Linked DNA regions of Zea mays: regions 2 and 3 are each linked to region 1. A link is a contact called in public Hi-C data. All regions are on one chromosome and are shown on one strand. Each heading gives the region's core, a stretch centred on a gene start, on an enhancer-like site or on the middle of the called end of the contact. The rest is flanking DNA. Distances are from core to core; before and after follow the strand shown.

What was found. Hi-C and Micro-C count contacts between places; a contact is called where the count stands out from the background.
Region 2: a Hi-C map of leaf shows a contact between it and region 1, with 2.4 times the contacts expected there. The contact joins the promoter of LOC100192805 here to the enhancer-like site in region 1. A contact is called at or near these places in 4 of 25 Hi-C or Micro-C datasets (ear, endosperm, leaf and 1 more).
Region 3: a Hi-C map of leaf shows a contact between it and region 1, with 3 times the contacts expected there. The contact joins the promoter of LOC103651182 here to the enhancer-like site in region 1. A contact is called at or near these places in 4 of 25 Hi-C or Micro-C datasets (endosperm and leaf).

The regions. Positions count from the first base shown.
Region 1 is chr3:200,112,850-200,117,553 of Zm-B73-REFERENCE-NAM-5.0, forward strand. No RefSeq gene overlaps it. Among protein-coding and RNA genes, the nearest start is that of LOC100286106, 35 kb to the right of the region's middle. Within about 2 kb of position 1,827, at least 17 of the 20 cell types and tissues checked have an H3K27ac peak or open chromatin away from gene starts, as enhancers often do. A contact at or near this core is called in ear, endosperm, leaf and 1 more, where this site is marked.
Region 2 is chr3:200,020,187-200,024,890 of Zm-B73-REFERENCE-NAM-5.0, forward strand. LOC100192805 reads left to right here and starts at 2,236. Exons shown (of 8, transcript NM_001137998.1): 1 at 2,236-2,337; 2 at 2,426-2,508; 3 at 2,607-2,645; 4 at 2,716-2,768; 5 at 2,876-2,939; 6 at 3,032-3,074; 7 at 3,167-3,214. The coding sequence starts at 2,257. It also overlaps the pseudogene LOC100382714.
Region 3 is chr3:200,189,794-200,194,497 of Zm-B73-REFERENCE-NAM-5.0, forward strand. LOC103651182 (protein NRT1/ PTR FAMILY 1.1) reads left to right here and starts at 2,638. Exons shown (of 6, transcript XM_035966409.1): 1 at 2,638-2,739; 2 at 2,885-2,964; 3 at 3,274-3,488; 4 at 3,725-3,942; 5 at 4,073-4,617. The coding sequence starts at 2,897.

The DNA.
Region 1 (4,704 bases), core at 577-3,076:
AAGCCCTTCGTCCTTCGAAACATTATTTCCCCTTGGATATAATGGATTTCAGACGAAGGTTATGAAGGTCACACCTTCATAATGATAGTAAAAGATAAGAAAAGATTTATGCATAAAACACGGAAATGATATGATTACTTTAAACATTATTATTAATTTATTTCTATTTATTTTACTTATATAAACGATAACAAATTACAAATGTACCTTCGGCTTGGAGGAAAGTAAGGGTACAAGCGTGATGTAAATGCCGAGTTAGCGTGAACAGTACAGGAGTACTGTTCATTTATTTATAGGCACGGGACGCAGCCCATGTAAAATTACATTAATGCCCTTTGCTTTTATCAATAACTCTATAGTAATTCTTCGAGGTCTAACTTGGCTTTTCATCTTTAAGTTGGTTCCCCTTTTCTGCTGTCATGTCGAAGCCTTTCTGCACGTAGCTTCGTGATCGCTTCATCCTTCGTCACGATCGTCTTCCATTTCAGTCAAGCTTCGTCTTGACCATGCTTTTGTATACCCGCAATCTGATTCCGAAGATACCTGCTCGCATACTTGGAAAACATTGTCAAATTATGTTTTGAGGACCTTCGTAAGCCGAAGGCCCCCAACAGTCAAGTTGGGGGCAAAAGGAACTTGGAATAGCAATTCTCGATGCCGATTGTATGCTCAAAGGAAGAGTTGGCTTATCATCCAAGGTCCATTTTGTAAGGCGTTGAAAACAATGCTAATGGGATCAAGGGTGACTCAAAAAAATTCTCTTGCGTGATGTGTAGATAGGAGAGTATCGGTCCATTTTGTATGGTTTCGTTGATACATTGCCATCTTATGTACGCAATATAAGGCTGATGTTGAATGTGAGTCTATGCAGAGTCTACGACTACGATAGGTTTTATAATATTAGAAGAAAAGGAACTGTCTCTATGCCACTCTGCCTCACAGATTGCCAAAAGTCTTGTGAAGAACACCTCCAACAGCCTGGCGTTCCAGATGATTCAAGATGCTCAGAAGATCACTTGGGGTGTGTTTGGTTGTGGGACAGCTAGGACGGGATCGTCCCCTGACGTCCTCTTTCGTCCCTCCAATTTTGAGGGACAACAGGGGACAACACAGGATAGTACTGTCCCAACCTTTGACCCAGAACCAAACAACCTAATTTGAGGGATCGTCCCATCCCATCCCGTCCTGTCATTGCAACCAGATGGCTACCGCTGACCAGGAGTGGCTTTTGCGACAAAATTGTTCTCTTGGGTACCGTGATGATGCGTTGATATTTTTTTTTGGCTATGCCGTCTGTGTAGAACTGCTGGCTGTTTGGGCAATTAAATAGCTTCTAAATGTTTCGGCAATAGAATAAAGCTATACTAATGCCTAGTTTGGATACTCTAGTAATGAAAGGGATTAAAGTAGATTCAGATGTATTGTGGGAGTTTTTGATCTATTGAGGATTTATACATTCTCCAATCCTTCCAAACCACTTCAATATTAGAGTACCCAAACTAGCTAAACGGGATCAGGACGTATTTATCGTTATTATATTCATGCCAGTCAAACTTTTTAAAATTTAATCAGTTTCATATAAAGTATTAACAATATCTATATCTTTAAATAAGTTTATTATTAAAAATAAATAAAAACTATCTAATGATACTTAGATATTAATATATTTATTGTTTATTTGATTAAAATTAAAATACTGACTTCTCGAAAACGATAATAATGACTATTTTGTTACGTGAAAAACGTCGTGTCGACGAAGGAAGACTATACCTCACGCCTTGGGCCTTTGAGGCAGGAGCGACCTTTTCATATGCTAGGTAGTAGACGTCGTCGGCCAGGCCCAGGCCCAGGCCCACAAAGGCACAAGCTTCATTTGAGCTGAAGACGAACGTTTGCCAGGAAAAGTAGTGCTGGAGACGGACGGGCGGACGGCCAGCCGATCGTCGTACTCGAACGGAACCGGCGCGCAGCAGGACTTGCGTGTGTGCGCGAGCACCGCCCCGCCTCACCGCCGGGAGCGTGCTTGCGTCGTCCGCCGGCACAGACGAATGGCAATAGCGGCGGAACTGATTGATTAGCGGATCGAGGGCGGCCGGGATGCGGCTCGGCTGTGCTGTTTCGTCACGTTGGATTGCCAGCAGCGGCGGGTCCATCGAAGCCGGCCGTTCCGTGCCGAGCTGCCCCGACGGCGACGCGCGCGCTTGGACGGACGCGGCGGCCTTGCTCCGTTCTTCTTTTTTATTTATCACGTTCACGTTTTAGCTAAGCGGGTGACACATATTCGAAAAGGGTGATATGATATTGAGTATGATAGATATCTGGGCCGACGACGCGGTCACCATACGTGACGTGCTTGTGCTCCCCTTCGTCGTTCGGTTCGGGGGCATGTGCATCTGTTGCAACTGCAAACTTTTGTGCTCTGTTCTCGCTCGTCACCGCAACGTTACGTTTCGATACTATATATATACTGACCCTGCATGGCTGCATGCGCGCGCAGCACGGTTCGTATTCGTGTGACGCGTGTATAGGCGCGGCCGGACCCAATCAAACTGTCCAAGTCCGGTGCCCGTTCCACCGAGAGAATCTCTGTTCCGCGCAGAGCTCTGCCTCCCTCTGCATGCGATGCGTACCCCTTCTGTGTCGTCGACTCGTGTGCCCATCGTAAGCCGGCTCCGGCCCGACGAGTTGCCGTGGTTCGGCTGGGGACCAAGCCGTGCTTTCGAGTGTGCGTCCTCGCTTTGGTAGTTGGGGTGGAATCCACCGCGGAGCGCCAAAGCGATCAAAGACTAGACCTAGGCAAAAAGAATCGGAACCGAGGAACCGAACTGAAATAATCGAGAATCGAAACTGAACTAACCGAACCAAAGGAACCGTTATGAAACTCGGTTCTGGTTTTTTGAGAACCGAAATAAATGAGATATTTTCAGTTCTGCACTCCAAAGAACTGAAAAAACCGAAAAAACCAAAAGTATCATATTTAATTTGTTACATGTGTTGTAACTTCGGATGTTGGTTTATCGACTTATGTTGAACCTCTAATCATCCATGTATTATCTATGAAATTCTGGGCATTGTGCACTTGTGGTTGTTTGCGGGGAGATACTGCTGAAATTTCTCACAAAACTTACCGTTAATTATAATTTTAGAGTGGCTGTTACAGTTCGGTTAAAACCGAAGAACCGAGAACTAAGAACCGAACTAGTCGGTTCTGGTTTCTTTATCTTGCAATTTCGGTTTTAGTTTTTGAAGAATCGAATTTCTACAAGAACCAAAGAACCGAACCGAAGAATCGAGCGCCTAGTCCAAAACACGGGAAGCGTTCTGTTCTGTGCCTGTGGGTGCTTCCCGTATATATCTTGATCTTCCCTGTGCAAGTGTACAGCGCCGTCAGTCGTCCAGTGAAAAAGAAGAGTAAATTAAAAAGGGACCGGGTCGTCGGGTGATGCGTCGAATGTTGGAACGGTACGGATACCGTGGATTGTTGTGTATCCGAATCTGGCGTTTCAGGTTTGTGTGGTCGTATCGTGTTGTAAGGGCCTTCCGACCGGTCTTTGCTTTGCGAGACAACCAGGCATACAACGACGAAATATCGAGCGACAATGTAGTGTAAATAGTTGTACGTCCTTGCCTATCCTCTTACTCTTCATGTTTGTTGTTAATCAATACCATAATACTAATAACAATGTTTCTATGGTATCTACAGATATGAATATAAAACAAAGTGACGCACGTGCGGTGAGAGTGCGGTGAGAGAAACGGTGGCAACATCTTGGATGTCGTGACACTAGGGAGACAGACAACAATAACGTCTAAGTTGAGTCTCTCTTTTCTCTAGCACGCCAACTCCTTTGTAGATATAGACCTTATGCTAACGGGCTTTTTCTCTAAATTCCCACTACCACTAGTGTTCTCATATATCATGTTTGCCTCTTGCTTATATATTCAATAATATTTCACTTGCACTACAGCCAATCATCTATGCAACCGTTCCAACATCTTAAATGTGTGATACATCATACATTAGGTTCATGAGTAGATGGCCATGATCAAAAACCTTTTTTGATCCATTACTCAACAGCTATGCCTAGCAACACTTAATGAATCTCATATACACAAAGATCATTTCAGCCGAACCTCGATATACACATATCTTGGTCCTTTTGCCATACAATACCTGTCAAACGAAAGGTGAGATTTGTGTCACCTTATTATAGCTCAAGACTTCACTCGACCTTGTAGTGGATTACAACTTGAAACTAATTTTTTAGTCATATCATGATTAACTGATTAACCATATTGTCATGCCCATGCACTTTCTTAATCTAACCGCATACTACATCGAGTAGCTCATAGATATCTCTCGAGTGATAAATTTCATCTTGGTTCACACATATCCTATCACGTGTTTTATGATACATCCAAAATCTATTTTTTTTATAACTACCTAGTTACAGAGTAGCATTTGATAACCCCGAAATGATCACTACATATAGAGAGAAATAATGACGATCTCATATCTAAGGATCCGATAATTAAGTATACCACTCGAGAATACTTGGTGACACATATTTGACATAACAATCCCAACAACGTCTCGAAGTGTGTCTATCCAACAACATGAACTTTATCATGTAATCATTTATCCACATTATTGATTTAATATATGTATATCAATGATATGTTAAACATGATCATCGATCAATG
Region 2 (4,704 bases), core at 986-3,485, 92 kb before region 1:
GACCAGAGCAGGTCACAGAGGAGACCCCGGTCGGCCACATCGCAGGGCCTGGATAGGCGGCAGATTTGGTCCAGGTTGGCCGCGATGGGAATAGTTAGCTGGTGATGCAGTGGACGAGGGCAAGGACCTCGGACGGCGTCTCTCGAGCTGTGACGCGGCGGCGACGACACGGACGGCTCCTTGGCGATCTGCTGCAGGTCGAGGTCATCATCCGAGCCCGTGGACACCACCCCCGCAACGTCGTCGTGGACGGGAGGCGGATGGCTTGCCTCGCGGTACGGCTCGTAGACGACGGGTAGAGGAGGCAGTGGGCTCACCGCGTCACGGTACGGCTCGTCCACCTCCTCAGCTTGCAGCTGCTGCAGCCTGGCGAAGCGCAGGTCGAGTCGAGCATCCATCTCGTCGTAGCCGGAGGGTTCCTCGTAGCCGGAGGATTCGGCGGTCACAAACACGGAGTCATCCGCGGCTCCAGAGTTGGCGCGGGCCGGCGCGGTGTCGATGCTGGGCTCGTCGGTGGAGGCAACGGGGAGGACGAATCTCGTGGGGTTGTCTGACGGAGCGACGTCCTCGCCATAGAAGAATCCGCCCCAGTTGTCGACGACGACGGATGGCCTAGTGCGGTACTGCTCGCCGTCGTCAAAGCACCCGCCCCAATTGTCTGCGATGACCGCGACCGGGGTGGGCGGCGCACTGGCAGACGCGTCGGAGGAGTGGTTGATGCTGAGCGAGGTGGGCGGGAGGTCGATGTACGCGGCGGACGAGAAGCGCCGGTCCCAGCGAATCTCTAGCTCGTCGAACCGCCGGTTGAACTCATCGAGGATGAGCTTGAAATCGAGAGACATGGCGTTGACAAATTGAAACCGAGGATCGAACGAATCTGATACCAATTGTTACAACTACGGTCTACTTGGGAATGGAGTAAGAAGGAAATCAGAGAGAGCAGAGGTAGGAGAAGAACAGATGTGATTTCTAGAGAATAATTGTTTGTTCAGTTGTTCGATGTACCAGGATCTTGACGGCGCGCGTACTTATTCAGCGCCACAGCCCAACACAGACACACGCAACCTTTACACGCTATTCTGGGCCAAGACGAAGCGGACTGTGGGCCTTTGGATGCGTTACATTTGCTCGGCCTCTTGCACACTGGTATTTTGCACAACAGAAACTATCGCCGGACTTTGAAAGTATCTTCATCAGCTACTTGCTCGTCTTGGTCCAGCTTCCTTGTTGAGACAGTGACAGTGGCTCATGGTTCAGATGGCGGGCTGCTGACAGGAAAGCACTTAGATCTCCATGGATGATTGTAACCTATGAAATAGCCTTTTCAGTCTCCACTAAATTACACCAGATCTTGATAAAAGCAAAGCATATGGGTAAGCTTCAAACCTCTTCCCTTGTGGCTTCTGTAATTTCTTGGCATTCATCTAAACTACAATCTACACGATCAATCCTTCCAGCAAGATGTTTCTTTGCAACCTGATATGAAAATATTTCACATAAACAGATTACCAGATGTGACAATAAGAACCAGAACTGTTAGAGGAGGTATTGTCATAGAATTATATTGTATTGCATTGAGCCCCATGGGCTGATTATATACAATGCACAGGACTAACACCCTACGTTAAAAGGCAATGCGGTATAATTCATATCTAGATACTAGGTGAGTGCCCGTGCGTTGCAACATAGACATATAATACATAAGTTACCGTGATATTATATGTCCCCGTTGCAACGCATGAGCACTCACCTATATGTACATAAGTTATTATATGGTTCCGTCGCAACGCACGGGCACCCACCTAGTTATATCATATGTCTATGTTTTATAGGTCCGTGTCTACAATTTATAATTTATGGGCCAATGACAAATTAACGAAGCCTACCGCAGATCCGAAGATTGTAAATCGCTTTCTGGATCCTTGCCGTTGTTGAGCTGCGTCTGTGTTGGTGTGGCAGTGCCGCCGTGCTACAGTTGGGGGCTGCTCGGGCCTCGGAGAAGATCAACGCTAGTGGGCCCGAATTTAGGTTGCAGAGAGAATTTCTCGGAGCATTGAACTTGTCGTCTACGGCCCATTTCACGTAATTCCTGATAAAGTATATAATATGCCAATCTGGGATCGGACGAGTACGATGCAGCCACGTTTTCCAGTCGTAGCGTGAAAGGTTTTAAGGGCAAAAGCCCTCGGAGCGTCACTGGGAGAAGAGAAACGCCCGGCGGCGCGAAGCGGAGGGTGAGAATATCGGAGTTCGGCGATGTCGAAGCGGCAGGGACCGCCGAAACACCAGAACCGCTACGCGTGGAAGCCGAACCTTGGTCAGAAGATCAACGAAACCGTAAGCTCTCCTCCCATCGCCTTCGCCCCTTCCCCATAGTTCTGGATGTTCATTCAAATCTCACCGTTGCAAACCTTCGACGCCGCAGGAGCCCGGGGGCAGGTTCCGACCTCTGTCAGAAATCACCGGCGTCTGTCAGCGCTGCCGGGATCAAATCGACTGGAAACGCAGGTGGGGAATTGTCATCCCTCATCGGTTGTCTAAGCTCATTTAGCTAGTGTGTAGCTTCGATTGTCTCCTAGGCCCAATTCGTTTGTTTGTTTTTGTAGATACGGAAAATACAAGCCCATTGTTGAGCCAGCAAAATGGTAAATCTCTTTCCCTGTTTAGCACGTATACTGAGCAGCGAGAGAGGTGACGCGTTTTTTGGTTTGGCAGCCAGAAGTGTAATAAGCGAAACGTCCGGCAAGCATACCATAACGTATGCAGAGGTGAATTTTGGCCACTCAATCTCTTGTGTCACTAGGCCTGGTTGTTACTTGTTAAACATTGATAGGTTGGATTGTTACTGATCCGGGTTTGCTGCTGCTTAATGCAGATTGCTCCAAGGACCTCGGCATATGTGCTAAGTGCTGCACATGTGTTAATGAGCTTGTCGGAAGGTGTGATTCCTGCTGTGCATTCCAGTTCTAAACTTGTAGCTGTATCGAAATGCATAATATCTTTAGTTTTATTAATTTTTAATTCTATTTAGGGATGCGAATGAGGAGGAAAGTGAACGCAAGTCACTAGAAGAGGTTTGATTCTGTTATATTTGGAAGTTGGAACTAGATTGCTATATGAACCTAGTAGAACAGTATTGTTTTGCGCTGATCACTGAAGCTTTCAGGCTGTCAGAGGTGCTAGGGAGAGGGAACGACGTACACTTCTTCGTATTGTGAGTACTGTTTTTCAACTTTTCACACTGAACAAACTTTTGTTCGTATGCACTTGCCTCTATAATTAGTAGTCTTCGTGATGCAGAAACTGAATTAACATAAGACTTTGGAGCCACGAATCTGAAAAGGAAATTGTTTTTTTCATTGTTACTGTTTGATAAACTTTGGGTCCTTTACCTATAGTTCCCTCTTAAGACTATGGAGATGGATCTGAAAAGGAAATTGTGTTTTTTATTACTGTTTGATAAACTCTGGGTCCTTTACTTATTTCATGGATATCTGATACTTACAGTTGTGTTTCCGAATTTTGCATCTATATTTTTCATTCTTGTTTTTTTTTTGCAAAATCTGCTGGTATTTATATCTTGAGAAAATTCCAAACATTTGTATCACCCTTGGTTGTACAAAATATATATAACCTTTGCTCCAGAGCTACACTGTGGAATTTGAGCTAGGGTCCTGTTTTGGCAAGGTTCCAGTTCCATCCAGTGAAACCTTACGATACAATGAAAACTGAAAAGCCAATGCAACAATGCTATATCGACCTAGGCTATATGGAATATTGATACTGACTTGTTGGTGGAGACCGGAGAATTAACAGTTATGTTTGATCTGACCTTTGATCTGCTATATCTTAGTTTAAAACTTCAGTATTTTCTCACTGTTGCCAATTGAATAATTTTTCTCAAGTGTATTCTGATACACAATCAATTCCCATTGTTTGGGCAATTTTATCTGTACTCTTCTAAGACTGTCTCCAGCAGCGTCCCCTAAATTTCATCCACTAAAGGAATATTCTCTGTCCTTTACAGAACACTCTAAAAGATTCTGTCCTCTATATATTCTCCGTCTCTAGCAGCGTCCTCTAAATTCCGTCCCTAAAGCTACAGTGTTAACAGATTCACATTTTCCATTTCTTTTTCATTTTTCTATGTTTTCTCGGCATTCAACGCTGCAAAAATGATACGTAAAAATTGTATTTATTAATTTTGAAATTAATAAATTCGAATCCTTGCTTACGGTATTCCGGCTGATGCCGTTGACGAATACGTACGCATTGGTGAATCTACTGCTCATGAGGCATTGAAACACTTTTGCACGGCCGTCCAAACCGCGTTTGCTCCGTATTATCTCCGTGCACCAAATGCAGAAGATATCGCACGCCTTCTCCAAGTTGGCGAGTCACGTGGGTTTCCTGGTATGCTTGGTAGTGTTGATTGCATGCACTGGGAGTGGCGTAACTGCCCAAGTTCATGGAAGGGCATGTTTACAGGGCGTGGTAAACATCCTACCATGATCTTGGAAGTTGTTGCGTCGTATGACCTGTGGATATGGCATGCATATTTTGGTCTGCCAGGTAGTTGCAACGACATAAACGTTCTTCACCTTTCAAACCTTTTCGAAAGACATCTGATCCATGCTTAAGATCATTATCTCCTCTTCCTTGTCCTCCTTTAGTTTCTGCCTTTCAAGCCTTAATTTCTGTAGG
Region 3 (4,704 bases), core at 1,388-3,887, 78 kb after region 1:
CTAACGCGGACAGTCCGGCTCTCCTCCCCAACGGGGTCCCTCCCGAGAGGCGAGATCTGGGTTTCCAGCGAAGAAGACCTCTGTGCCAGTCGCGGACCGTCTGGAAGTGTGCAGAGAGAGCAGCTCCTATACCGAGGTCGCGGACCGTCCGAACCCATATCGTAGGCCGTCCGCCAACTGGTTTATCTCTGGTGATTGACGTTCAAATTGGAGCCAACACACACCAGAGACGATAATTTTTGACATATATGTGTGTGATACTTACAAACCAAAGACGAGTTACTTGGAGAAGTCCTAGTGGGTACATATATCATAAATGGTTTTTTAGTAAGTGTCTCTATGATATCCTTAGCCATCGATGTTGTGTATGTATCACATAGACAGGGTTTTGGTAGGGCTATCGTGTACATGTCAGAGACAGATTTTACTTAGTAATCGTCGCTATTATATACTACCTCCGTTTTTGAATATTTGTCGTCCGTTAGTTTATTTTACTGTGTTTGCGACACAATTGTTCCACAGTGATTCCTCCTCAGTCACAGCAATGGCCGTGGAAGCAGCGCTCAGCTGGTGAGCAGCTAGCCAAACCACTCACGATGAAATGAAACAAGACTAGTGTGCATGCAGTTCTAAAAGTCTACTACTAGATGTTGCATCGTGTTATAAAATGAACTGTTCTTGGTGAATCTTTAGCTTTCAACCCGTAAAGATGAAGTAAAATGTTTCTGATATTGTTATCCTTTCCACTCACTCACTGGTCGCTACGATGCTCGTATATTATTGATCATACTTTCTTAAATGTAATTAAATTTGTATGAAATATCGACGTTATTTATATGTTCAAATGGTTTCTTTTATCAAAATAGATTCAACAATTTTGTCTAACAATATTAATTATATACCACTGACATTAGTTATATAGTAGTATTTGGTTAGAGCTAAAATAGTTAAAGCGATAACGACACTTGTTTCGGGGGTAGAGGGGGAGCACGCAACTCGTCGTTGTCTTTTTTTTTTTGTATTTTAGCCATTTTTAGATTTTATTTTCACAGATACGTCATTTCTAGTTTCATTTTAAAAATTGGACCCGTAGCTCGGCGCCGTCACAATTGGCGCCGAACTACAACGTGTCGGTGCCAATTATTTTAGCGTGCACATATTAGAATCTACGCCAGCGTGGACCTGACGTGGCAGCACCTCGACGCCGTGACCCTTGGCGCCGAAGCAGGCACCAAGATTTATGGCCCCTACCTTGGTGCCTTGGATTTTGGCGTCGATGTGTTGCGTGCAGATCAAAGATCCCTTCCTAAATTTCAATAAATTTTATAAGACTCACAAATATTAGTTATTATATTTAATAGAACACTTACCTTTGTTTAGCATATTTACCACGCCTAGACATCCTACAAATCGATAATATGACGAACAAAAATGCTTCTAAAAATGATTTCCAAACCGTAACTCTAACCCTATTAATCGGACATAACAAAAGATGGAAAAAAGGGAGGGAGATTAACTTGATATAGAGGAACAATGGATCCAAGTTGCTGATTTAGCTTGATGTTTGTCGTTTGGAAGAAGAGAAATGAGTAGAAAGAACTGACGATCAAAGTGAAATATTTATAGACACGTACGTCGGTGCCAAGATCTATGGCGCCGAGATCTATGACGCCTAACTCGACGTCAAGGGTGATGGTGCCGAGGTGCTGACACGTTAGGTACACGTTGGTGTCGATTATTACATGTGCACGTCAAAATAATTAGCGTCGATACGTTGTAACTCGGCGCCAATAGTGACAGTGCCGAGCTAAGAATCCATTTTTTAAATGAAACCGGAAATAGCGTATTTCTGAAAATAAAAATAAAAATGGCTAAATTGCAAAAAAAAAACGGCAACTCGTAGCCGTCTGTCACATGCTATGAGCTCTTCTGAGCTAACGCCATAGAAAACTTGCAAGAAACAGACAGGAGCAGCTGTGAGTGGGATGAACAAACAAAGCACTTCTATTCTGCTTCCTTCTCTGCTGCTGTTAGCAGTTCACAGGCACTGCATTGTGTGAGACGGCAGCAGCCCCGTGATCCTTTTGCGCGATTTCCTGGGGGTGGGTGGGGGAATTGCCCCCACGAAACGGCCGTCCGTTTCTGCTGACGTCGCTCGGTCACTGCGACGCAAACGCGCGCAACCGTAGCCGATCCAAAAGATCGACGAGGAGAAACAGGGCACGGAACCGAGTGCGGTACACGTCACTGTGCAAACGCATGCATGCGTGTGTTGTATGCCCCGGCGTGTGAGAGTTAAACCCGGGCCGGACACCTGCTGCCGAGGCTTTTTCTCTGCAGGCTCCCAAGATGGAATCGGAGGCGTGGTCGGAGTGAAAAGGCAAGGTGTGGAGTCAGAGCCTTACCACATATGGTGGCCGGCTGGTTTTTTCTTCTTCTTCCTTTTTAATAAAAATGGTGTATAAAGTGTGGGGGAACTGTCTTCTTATTGGTTTGATGAAGTGTGTTGGTTCAGGTCTCTTCTTGGTCGTGCGTGCCAAAGTGTTGATGAAGTGGGTCAAAAAAGTGTACACAAGCAGCTAACTGAATTTATTCTACTTATAAATAAAGACTATGAATCCCATTGTTCCATGCTTCAAGTCGCTGCATTGTTACCCAACTATGATGTTGATGCAAGTACATGGACGGCTCGTTCGTCTCTCTCCCTCTCTGCACCGATCGCCCCCCATCCATACATAGGTGCGGTACTGCGCTGTAGCATGATGCACATGTGGGCACAAGCTAGCTAATAAGGACGGTCACTAGTGATGACGAACCATGCCAAATGTGGGGTGCTTGCGACTAACAGCCTCCTTTTTTTGTTGATCTTCTCCGTACTCGAAAGCGAACGGAAGCGATGATGGCGATGTCATGTGGGCCGGACGAAACAGAAAAGCCTGGACGCGATAGCGCGCTACTACTAAGGTCCAGAGCTAAGTTTGAAATGTCTTAAAACAACTATAGTATTTGCAATACTTCAGTTTTGAAAACAGAGATTTTACCCAGCTTGTCAAACACCATTATGTATATAATACTGCAGTATTTGAGAATACTGCAGTATTCTTCCAAAACTGCAGAAAAACTTTGTTCCCAAACACCCCCTAAAATGTATTTGTCGCTGGGCGCTGGATGCTTATTACCTCACGTACGTCTTTACCTAGACGGGAGCTACTAGCTGTCGGCCTTGTGTTGTGACCTACCTACCGTCTACCGGTGGTGAATCTATTTATTTAGAGGAGCGTGGTTCCGGCGGGGCGCGGCCTGGCTGTGCTCAGTACAGGTGCAGTGGTGGTGCTCCGATCGATCCTCCCGCCGGCCAGCATTTGCGTTTGGTTCGGGCTGCACCGCCGACATGGAGCGCTCTCTTGCTACCGGGACGACTGAATCGCCACAAGAGGAGTGCTTCAAGGGCAACAAGGGCGGGTTCAGAGCCCTCCCCTTCATCTTCTGTGAGTTCCGCCCTCGATCTCATCTTACTGGTCATATGGCAAGTAAAACGTTCTTCGTTCATTGCGTTCTCTACAAGCAAGTCTGTACTTGCCAGTACGTATAGCATGGGATCTTCAAGTAGTTCATCTTATGAATTCTCACTGGACTTAATGCCCAAAGAATTCTCAACCACCTCGCTTCCCTTCGACTTTTAATGGGCAATAACTCATTCGTTCGGTGTTTTTTGGATGCCTAGCAAATGAGATGCTGGAGAAAGTTGCTGGATTCGGGCTCAACACCAACATGATCACGTACCTGACCGACAAGTACCACCTCAGCACCGTCAGCTCCCAGACGATGCTGTTCGTGTGGAGCGCGATCTCCAACTTCACGCCCATCCCCGGCGCCGTCCTCGCCGACATGTACCTCGGCCGGTTCATGGCCGTCGCGCTAGGCTCCGTGGCGTGCCTGATTGTAAGTGCGCCGGCGGCGCCGCCGTCTGTCTCTCTTTTCAATCAGCTTATACCTACTACCTACCACAAGGGTAATTAAATTAACGCGACACGCCATGGAACACGATCGCTTATTCGTCATTCACATACAGGGGATGGTCTTCCTATGGCTGAGCGCCACGGTCCCTGGAGCGCGGCCGCCTCCGTGCAGCGGCGACCAGTGCGCGCCGCCGGGGACGAGGCACCTCGCGTGGCTGCTCGCCGGCTTCGCGTTCCTGTCCCTCGGCGCCGGCGGCGTCCGGCCGTGCTCCATGGCGTTCGGCGCGGACCAGTTCTCCAGGCACCCCAGGCAGCGCCGGGCCAGCATCCTGCAATCCTACTTCAACGCCTACTACGCGTCCATCGGCGTGGCCTTCACGGTCGCCGTCACGGCCATCGTCTACCTGCAGGACAACGTCGGGTGGAGCGTCGGGTTCGCCGTCCCGATGGGCCTCATGCTGCTCTCCGCGGTCAGCTTCTTGCTGGGATCGAGCCTATACATCAAGGAGAAGGGCGAGAGGCGGATGTTCGCCGGGATAGGCACCGCCGTCGCCGCGGCGATCAGGAACCACGGGGCGCGGTTGCCGGACAAGACCGTCGATGGCGTGTACCATCACCTCAAGGACTGCAAGCTCGCTGTCCCCACGGACAAGCTGAGGTATATACGTCACGTCCCGTCCCCCCCAACATGCAGCTAGCTAGCTGGCAGAAGGATGCGTGGTGTGACGAACACGTTGGCGTTTTG